2 separate regions of the Anser cygnoides genome follow, and region 2 is linked to region 1. The links are chromatin contacts, called in public Hi-C maps. All regions are on one chromosome and are shown on one strand. The core of a region is the stretch at or near the end of the contact, and the rest is flanking DNA. Distances in the headings are between cores, read along the strand shown. Region 1 holds the start of VIM (vimentin). Region 2 holds the start of RSU1 (Ras suppressor protein 1).

Region 1 (5,087 bases), core at 1,073-3,572:
CCCAGTTTTTGTTCCCCTTTGGGTTTGGGATGCAAATATAGGTTATGTTTATCACAGCCTTACAAGAAACTTGGAGCTTCCTCCATTTCTGCACCTGTGTTAAATGCCAACCAGCAAAAGGCACTTTAGAGTTTATTGTAAGTCTGACAACTGACAATATCCTAACATTTTTAGGAAAATTTCACAGTGAGAAACAGCAATGAGGCAGGTAGCCAAGAGTACATATGGTAGCATTGGCATAAACATATGGAAATTACGTTCGAAACAAGGGGGAAGGAGGTCATATTTATTTACCAGAACAAACACTTCCCTGAATTTTAGGGGCAAAGCATTTTCTGAAAGAAGGATGACAGTTGCATGTGTGTGCCATAAAAGGTTTTGTGGAGTAGAAACAAGTTGTGGTCTATTAAGAGAAACAGATTGAGCATGGCGCACCTTTCAAAAACCAACAATCTGTTACAACTATCGGCGCTGCTGAGTAAAGCGTCTTTACTCTGTGAGGCTGTATGCTATGTGCCGCTTTACTTTTTGCCTGCTCATACAAGAAGCGTGTACTTTTGTGCCAGGACTCACAGAGCCTTATAGCTCAAACTTGATGGCTTGAACAAAGCACTGTCAGAGGACCGAAGAGCCAGCCAGCCTCAGGAAGGCTGAATGGCCCCTACCTCCTATTCAGGGCGTGAATGAAGCAGGCTGTAGGCTAGGACTCATGCTGCAAGCACTTCAGTAGCTCAACCTTGTCAGCTTCATTGTTGCTACTAAGCTTCTGTGCACGACAAAGAAAATTACCGACATTTAGACACAAACTGTATTCCTTTACTTCTTGTTGCCATCAAACTAAAACACACCAAAAGCAAACAAACAAACAAAAATTAATAAAATATATAGGCTTCAATTCTTCCTCGTAAGGTACAATACCTGAAGCAGAATAGCTGTGTTCACTGTGAATTGGGGTAAGAAAATGACCTTACCGTCTGCCCACTGCTCGTGTTCAGGTTTATCAGAATTTCCAGTGCAGATACTTGCTTCTGCAGGACTGCAAGTTGAAAAGAATTAAAAATCAGTGGTAGTTTTGCATCCCATAAGTGCTGAAGGAATACATTACAGTTAATATCTCTATGCTATATCAGTCACTTCCTATCACAAAGAGGAAAAATGTGTCACTTATGAGATATGTCACTGCAGGATTGCTCCCTAGAGAACATGCCTCATGCTTTGGCCAGTCAAGTTTTATACTCTCTAAATGATATGGGCTTCCATCATCTCCCTTAAATTACTTCTGCATTCATGCTGAAAATGATCTTGGGGAGTGTTCTTACTGCTACTCAGTCTAGTTTTTCTCTGCCACATGCTATGCCCTGTACTACCAACATCACTCGTCTCTACCGCTGGGCAGCCCCAGTTGGGTAGCACCACTGCTCTGGAAACACTGGGATTTTTGCCTGGCCTTTGAGGCTATTTGGGGATCAAGTCTAGTGAATAGTTATCATTCGGAGAGGGGCCTTCCGAGGACTCTGGTGGTTTGCCTACTGAAATTAAAAGCAAAAGCCTATTAAAAAGCCTTGGCTAAAACCAAGCCTGCTGCTATCCTAGTTGTTACAGGGATTGTGTCCAAAAGCACAGCGAGATCCCGCTTGCAGCTTCTCAGTATCATCCTGGCATCCACACTAAAAACCAGCCCCGGCCCGGGGCCGCGGTTACCCGAGGGCCAGACCCGAGTGGATGGAGGACACCATGAAGTGCTGTGAAGTGAGGAGGACACCGTGAAGTGCTGTGAAGTGAGGAGGACACCGTGAAGTGCTGTGGACACCGTGAAGTGCCGTGTGTGCGCTGAGGTAGCTGAGGGGGCTGCTCGTGACAAAGGAAGACAGAAACGTTTCATTTTTCTGCTTGTGCTGGACGTTTGGCAGCCCTCTGTGCAGAGTTAGCATCACTCTCCCCTAACCTTCCTGTCTTTCAGAAAGTTAAGAAAGAGGGAAAACCAAAAAAAAAAAAAAAACAAAAACCACACCAAAAAAAACGGTTTCTCAGAAAGACTCAGCGCTACGTGTACAGCCCCAGCGCGGGCTCCGGGCTTTCCATACCCGCCCTCCAAATCACTGCGCCGGCTCCAGAGGGGGCGTGGGGGGTCGGGGCAGCCACAGCCCCCCCTCGGCAGCCCGCGGGTGCCGCCCCCCGCCCCGCTTTGCGCCGCCAGGAGCCCCCCGCCCCGTCCCCCCCCCGGGCCGTGCCGTCCCCTCCCCGCGGGCCGGGCGCGGCCATTGGCGGCGGGCGGCTCGGGGCGGGCCCGGCGCCGCCTCAAAAGATGGGGCCCGGGCGGGGGCCACCGCCCTTCTCCTCAGAGCCTCGCCTCGCCTCAGCTCCCCGCCGGATTACAAAGCCCGCTTCTTCTTCTGCTCCGCCGCTACCGCCATGAGCATCAGCAGCAAGAACTCCTCGTACCGCCGCATGTTCGGCGGGGGCAGCCGGCCCGGCACGTCGAGCCGCTACGTGACGAGCAGCAGCAGCCGGTACTCGCTGGGCAGCTCGCTGCGACCCAGCAGCGCCCGCTTCGTGTCCGCCTCGCCCGGCGGCATGTACGCCACCAAGGCCACCTCGGTGCGGCTGCGGAGCAGCATGCCGCCCATGCGGCTCCACGACGCCGTGGACTTCACGCTGGCCGACGCCATCAACACGGAGTTCAAGGCGAACCGCACCAACGAGAAGGTGGAGCTGCAGGAGCTCAACGACCGCTTCGCCAACTACATCGACAAGGTGCGCTTCTTGGAGCAGCAGAACAAGATCCTGCTGGCCGAGCTGGAGCAGCTCAAGGGCAAGGGCACGTCCCGCCTGGGCGACCTGTACGAGGAGGAGATGCGGGAGCTGCGCCGGCAGGTGGACCAGCTCACCAACGACAAGGCGCGGGTGGAGGTGGAGCGGGACAACCTGGCCGACGACATCATGAGGCTGAGGGAGAAGTGAGTGGGGCCTGAGGGGGGGGCACGGGGAGGGGTGGGGAGGGCAGGGCAGGGCCCGCCGGGCGGCCCCTCACCGTGTCTCGCCGCTTGCAGGTTGCAGGAGGAGATGCTGCAGCGGGAGGAGGCGGAGAACACCCTGCAGTCCTTCAGGCAGGTCGGTGCGGGGAGCCCCGGGCTGTGGGAGGCGGGGAGAGGCCGGGGGGGGGCCGGGGGGCCGCGGCCCCACACAAAGGAGCCGCCGCGGTTCTCACGCGGAGCCGCCCCGTTGGCTTTAGGGGACCCCAAAAGGGAGGGGGGAGGCCATTGTCTGGCTTGATCCGAGTCTGGCCGGTGTTACAAAAGCGCTCCGATGTGGAATCGCTTTCCGAGCCAATAAAAGCGAAAGGGAGCAGCCATCTGCTCGCTTGGCTGAAGGGTATTAATGGTTTCTATGGGATTCACCGAGGAATGCAGATAGAGGCATTACGGCGAGTGTGGCGGCAGCGGATTGGGATAATAGACCCCTTTGTGTCGGAGGGGGGGCGCAGGGGGCTGCATTCTTACCGAGTGTGTAATGTTGCGGGCACATTTCGAGGGAGAAGTGTCTGACATGTGGGGCTGAGGTTTTGTACAAGGCAGAGCTCCCTTTTGGTGAATCGCATCGCTCGGTGCCCTACCAGAAAACTGTTTCAAATTTAGCCCCTCGTATCGGTGGTGTCTGCTGATTGGAAACAGGCAATTCGTTCCTGGGGTAAGTTCACAGCAGTCAAGTTGTATTCTTCTGATGTCTGTTAGGAATGTGGTGTTTCATCCCGTGTAAACCAAGGCGTTAATGTCAGAAACAATCTGCACTGGAGTTTAGTCTCTGTAAGGAAGCTACAGTGTTGGCCAGATGAACTAAAACCTAAGTGGCGGCCAGAACCAGCTGTGTAGCGTTCAAAAAGTTCTGAGCTCAGGCTTTGATTTGCGCAAAAACAGCTTTTGGCTTGGATTAAGCCTTGTTTGGACTAGGAGATATTTAGGAATGTGCCTTCTCAAAACAAGTTATCTTCCCTAAAACCGCTGCGTTGCTAGTACTCCTCCTAGCTGGAACTGACCGCCCAGTATCTCCAGCACTGACTGACTTAGTCTCAGAGCTGTTCAGTCTCAGAGCTCTTCGTAGGCATTGGTAGATATCACCATTCAGGAAGTCACCGTCTGATTTTCAATATTTCCCTGAGCAAAGCTTTTGACTACACTATAACTGTAGTCTGAGACCAGGTGTCTTAATGAGATAGTGTGGAAATTGAGACACCTACTCTCATTTGGCCTGGGAATTCAGTGCCTGCCACCATTCTGGGCACTGAAGTTTGAAACAATTTAAGACACTGCCTTAACTACAGTTGCTGAATTACTAGTGCTAAGCCAATTTAAAGTAGTGTGAAGTTCAGTGCAAAACCATTTCTCTTTTGTTCTAGAGAATCTAATCTATTCAGATTGATTCAGTCAAAAGATTCTTTGACTTAAGGCTAACTTAATCTTGCATACTTACCTGGTGCACTCCAAGGCACATCTACCTCTATCTCAAACCAATTAAGCTTTGTGAAGGCTCCAGGCTTTTCAGCGAGCTTGGCTTTGTGCATATCCCATATTCATTATCCACTTCTCTGCGCTGCAGTGAGGGCTCATTCAGAAGCTCGGCCTCCAGCTGGTCTGTGGCAGCAGTGCAGCTTGAACTGTACCCATTTAACTTCTAAGGTGTAGCTTATGTGTAAGAACTACAGATCAGTCTGTTGAAGCGCTCACTAATCCACTCATGATATAAATAGTACATACTAGAGAGTATGACTTGAACCAGAGTAACACCTGACTTTTACTTGCCACAAAACAGTAGGTTTATCATGAAGCTTTTGAAGACTAAGTATGTTTCAGCGTAAGTGGTTCCAACATGTGAAATGCAGTTCATACAATGCTGAAGCTGAAACATCCTCATGTGCTTACCATTGGGGGGGGGGGGGGGGGGGGAAATGTGTTGATTATTAAACCATTATGTTCTGGCACTCAAAGGGTCTATATGCTTAGATTTGGAATGCTTCAGGAGATGCTTCGCTGTTCTGATGGATCTTCAAATTTACCTTACTGGAGCAGTTGTACACTTCAGTATTTTAAAAG
Region 2 (5,087 bases), core at 1,376-3,875, 200 kb before region 1:
TATATATATATAGTATAGTATATATAGTATTAGTGACAACAGCTAAAACACTTGTTTTATTGCGTTCCAGAATCATAAAAAGCCTTTAAAGTTTAAAACTGTTTTACCTGGTCTTTGCATTAGTATGATGACTGAAAGTACAGAACACCTAGATCAAGGCACATTTTAAATCTCAGATGAACTCTCCTACAGAACTACTCTGCTGCATCTGTGAAAAGAGATTACTTATTTACATTTCTGAAAGTCCAGATGCTCTGAAGGCCTGTAGCACAATTCTAGTTCGTGCTTCAAGTACAACTAGTAGAAAACACTGAAATGCCTGGATTTGAAGAATATTCAAAAAACGGTTGTCATGACCTCTAATGACACTAATGAACTCCTGAGTGAGCAGCTGTTCAGGGACCTCTGAACATAACTTTGTGAATCTCAATGCTAAAGTATAAATGAGCTGACAGCTCAGCCTTCCCTTTACTGAAGATGAAAGCAGGAAGAGATGCAGAGGTCTAAGCTAGTTTAAGACAATTTCAGACACTGAGTGTCGATCTTCATCCACACAGGAGAAGTACTTCCTCTTGAATTGGAAAAAAACATTGACATTTGACAGAGGCAAATGCTTGATTTTGTCTGTCCTGCAACTTTCTTCCCAAAGGGTGGGAGTTAAGGCAAAAGAAAAGAGTGGCTGCCCTGTATTGGAGCAAGTCAGTCACTAGCCTAGGAAGAAAAGCCAGAAGAGTCCTACCCAAGCCACTGCATATATTCCTCCTCCCTTCTTCTTCTCCCTCCCCAGCATGGCATCAGTTTTCTATAGTCCCTGAATATTTTTGGTTTTTATACACACAAGACAAGAATAGATCCGTACCTGAAGGAATAGGATTTGCACACAGAGCAGAGCTACTTCCTAGTTGCTGTGTCTGCATCTACTTTACGTGAATTAAGGAAGTTTAAACACGAGTCACTGGGCACGCTGCTGTGAGTACTCAAACGCGCAGTGGGACAAGGCTTGGCACTTTTCTTGAAAAGCAACTAAGACTACAGAGAGCGGCTTATTTGAAGAATCACTGTCCACTTGGGGCGGGGGGCAGGACTGACAACAATTAAGTACTTTCAGGACACAAAATCCCCATCAGCAGCTAGTGAACATAACTCAGGAATACCCTCCAGCCTAGTAAGTCCTTAAACCTCAAATTGCTAAAAAGAAAGGAAACACCACCGTAATGTTCTCTCTGATGCTAACCTAACGTTATACTCATCTCTAAACATCTACCAGTGGATCTCATTAAAGACAAGATGCTAAGAAAGGACAGTCACCGGGCATGAATCGCTACCCTTGCTTATAACATGTTTGTATTTCATGGAAAAATCAGTTTCTGAAACAGCAAGCTGTAACTCCGTGCTGGAAAGAAATTCAGCACCCCTAACAGGAGAGGTGCTGGACCAGACCCATTTAACTTCCCTGCCAGCTCAGAAAGCCAGAAAAGCCCGGACACTCACTTCTGTACTAGAGAAGTTCACTCCTTAGGAGACAGGTGGCAGGGCTAGGAAACAAGCCACTTCCACGCCTTCTCAAACCACCACCTACAATTCATAAGACACAATACCTATTCACTGCTTCTTTAAAAGCACACTTGGAGGAAGTTATTCCTTCTCCAAGGAAACAGTGACAAACGCCTCGACAGAAATAAGAAAAACACCAAAAAAAAAAACACCTTGCAATTCAGCCAGAGCGGAGAGTAACTGAAAAAGCAAGAAGCTCTGGACTAACTGGACAGAAAGCAGCCATCATTTCCCCCTCCCCTAAGTTTGATCTCAGGGTGGAGAAGGCCCCAGGCCCCCACGCTAAAACAAGCCACGGAAGGTGCATCCACCGTGTGATGGATGCGAGTTGGGGTACCACAAGCCCCCACTTTATGCAACAAACTCGCTGCCAAACAAGGTTCGGATGCCAAATTCGCAACTCGGCACCGGGGAGCACCTTGCGGAGCACCCTGCTGGCCTGGCCCTGCCTGCACAGCAAGCTCAGAAGAGCCTTTTGCATGAAATAAGCGTTTCCAGCTCGGCGCTGCCGAGGCTGGTGCCGGAGCCGAGGCCCGGCCGCGCGGTACAAATAAGGCAGCGCCGCCGCTACGTACAGAGCCCGGGCACGTCCAGCATGTTGGAGACGCCGCGGTCGCACATGTCCACCTCGGGCTGGTTCTTCTCCCGGCTCTCCTCCACCATCTTCTTCAGCGACTTGGACATGGCCTGGGCGGGGATGCGAACACCGTCAGGCGCCGGCCGTGTCCCCCCGTGTGTCCCCCCCACAGCCCGGCGGAGCCCCGGCCGCCCCCCGACCCCCCTGCCGAGCCCCCCGGTGCGGGCCGAGCCCCCGCGGCCACTCACGGCGCTGCGCAGCCCGGCGCTGCCCGGCTCCCCTCAGCTCCCCCCGGCTGCCCTCGGACCCGGTCCCGGTCCCGGTCCCGGCCCTGCCGCCGCTCCCCGCCCCGAGCCCCGCCCGGCCGGAAGGGGAGGGGGGTGAAGGGGAGGAGGAGGAGGAGGAAGAAGAGAAGGAGGAAGAGGAAGAGGGTTGTGAGTAAAGGTTGTGAGGGGCCCTTGCTCAGCCTGAGCACCTGGGCAGCGCCTCACAGACGTTAACCTGGGCAGACGGACCGCCGCCATTTCGCAGAGGGGAAGGAGGCGTCGGGGCGCGCCTCAGGGCGGAGCCATCTTGGCGCCGGCAGCCCCTGGCGGGGGGCGTCCTGCACAAGGCCCTGGGGCGCTGCCTGGCAGCTGAGTTATTACAAATAACATCCACTGAAAGAGTTATTAAAAGTAATATCCACTGAAACCAGGGTGGTAAACGGGAAGGTGCCTTAACCAGCAAACGCAGGCCTGGCATTGCTGCGGGTATAACCTCAGTGTTTCCTTTTTTAGAAATGATTTAATTTGCAGTAGCACGTTTCCGTCTAAGTGGCTCTTAACTGCCTTCAGCCCTTCCCTGAAGTTACAGGCTGCTCTCAGGTCTGTCAGACAAAGCACAACTGCAAGAACTTCCCTTTATCTAGATCACTCAGCAGCATGTAAGTCACTGTGATGCACAAGCCAGCAATGTTCAGTTCCTCTTCATCTGCAGGACGAGAGCCTGCACCGCTTCCACGTGTAACCAAGTGCGCCCTGATTGCCGCCAGTCAGTTGCCTCACAGAGTAAGGTGCCAGCATATTTACTGCTCTTCCTTCACAAAGGACAGTCAGGCTTCATTTAGTAGCAAAGGCTTATCCAGATTCGTCGTCTGTAAAATAACGTCCTAGTTTGCTTACCCCAACAAACAGCTCAAGCCCATGTGCCTGTGACAAGGTCCTCGCAGGCTGTGTCTTTATGGCTGACCAGCTCACCTGGCTTCGCACTACCCCATTTATGCAGTGATAAAACAACTGCATGTTACATTGCACGTGACCTGAATGTCCACGTTTGATCCCTATTGTAGAAGTATTTAATTACTCCCTCTTCAATAAACTTATTTCCCTTACTGGCTTTTGTCAGGACTGCTTTCTTTGTCCTGGTAATTTCATTTCCATCTTCTTTGGAAACAGTTCATGTTTTACTCGCATCTTCTATGGGGTCTGCTTTGGTTACTGCTTCAGCAAACCTCCCATATGAGCAAACACTAATCCATACCCTACTGAGGTCCACACTGGATTTGACACAGAGGGGATGCTTTCCAGCCTTCACTTTAAAGATTTTCAGCTTCTCATGAAGCACTAAATACCAATTGGATGAGAAAGAGTGGGAAAGTAAGCATGTGAGACATACTGACCAAGTGTCTGGTCATTCCCTGATCTTGAAAGCTTAAGTTTCAGGTTCTCCCATTAGCAGTAGTACTGATGAAGGCTAATTTCCTGAAGAGGGCCTGTGCCCCTGCAGTAACCCTCTATCTCCTCTCTTGTCCCCTGGCACCTCAGCATATCCAATTCTTCCTTAACCCCCCTGACCCCAAGTATCCCCAGCTCCCTCTGTACCCCTAGCTACAGGCTGGCCAGCTGGAGACCTTCCCAAATGCATGGCTGTTGAGCTCACAGTGCAGGCTTCTCCAGAGTGAACTTACTTGTGTCTCACTGTACTATCCAGAAAAATAAATAAAGAAAGAAATAGATAGATACCCTTCTATTTTCAAAAAAAAAAAAATCAATTTTAATCAGTTTTAATGCAGGGGTTGTGTGTATTCAAAACAACACAACAGCAACATGTGCCGGCAAAAACATTTGTATATTGCTAGGCATTGCTGCTAGAAATTTATCCACGAAAATTAGAATAATTCGGTGTGATGACTGGCACACTATTTATTTGCTGATCTTTGCCTTATAAAAGCAAACTTCTAGAATTTGGACTCTATTTTTATTATCGGATATTTTAATTTTAAGCATTTATTTGTTAGCAATCCTGTATTGTTGCTATTGTTATTTTGTACAGTAGTCAATGCTATTAATTCTTACTACGTTTCCTTTTAATCAGGACTGCCAAATAATTCTGTGGTTTTAGTTTGGCAGCTGACAGAAAAATAATTACAAGAAAAATCTCAATTCTGGTGCCTAGGATGCTTATCTTGAGTTACTGTGGGAAACTGGGACACCTCCTCCTTTGCTTTATGAGCCAACTGAAAACTGTCTTTCAGCCAAAATGCTTTGTAAATGTAACTACAACTGGCGAATGTTTTAAATTGACCAGCACCATGTTTTCTAGCACTGTAGCTGTATATCTTCTCTCTCCTTTAATTCAAGTACCTGTAGCCCTAACGATCTCATTCTGTTATTACTTCTCAATTTTTGTTTATCAAGAATAGCCCCACCACAAGGGAAGGGCAATTCAAAAATACTGTTATGGACATTTTAGTGCTTATTCTTCAAATCTTAGTCTTTTCGCCATTCATATATTACTGCCTCCTAAATAATGTCTTTATGGAACAATAAATAGATATGGTAACATCCAGAAGATTTACACGTCAGATAAAAAAATGCAGGCTCTAGAAAGTGAAAACGCACGTTCATTATCTGTGCGGTGTCATTTACAGCAGGGAGGTTTGTAGCCATGCAGGTATTATAAGGCAGACATGCGG

Evidence for each region. Hi-C and Micro-C count contacts between places; a contact is called where the count stands out from the background.
Region 2: a Hi-C map of granulosa cells shows a contact between it and region 1, with 2.0 times the contacts expected there. The contact joins the promoter of RSU1 here to the promoter of VIM in region 1. A contact is called at or near these places in 5 of 7 Hi-C or Micro-C datasets (fetal liver, granulosa cells and liver).

The regions. Positions count from the first base shown.
Region 1 is chr2:22,101,812-22,106,898 of Taihu_goose_T2T_genome, reverse strand. It overlaps VIM (vimentin), which reads left to right and starts at 2,322. Exons shown (of 9, transcript XM_048061750.2): 1 at 2,322-2,957; 2 at 3,051-3,111. The coding sequence starts at 2,413. TRDMT1 (tRNA aspartic acid methyltransferase 1) reads right to left here and starts at 1,042. Exons shown (of 12, transcript XM_048061821.2): 1 at 972-1,042.
Region 2 is chr2:22,305,583-22,310,669 of Taihu_goose_T2T_genome, reverse strand. RSU1 (Ras suppressor protein 1) reads right to left here and starts at 2,625. Exons shown (of 9, transcript XM_066991668.1): 1 at 2,607-2,625; 2 at 2,130-2,241. The coding sequence starts at 2,238.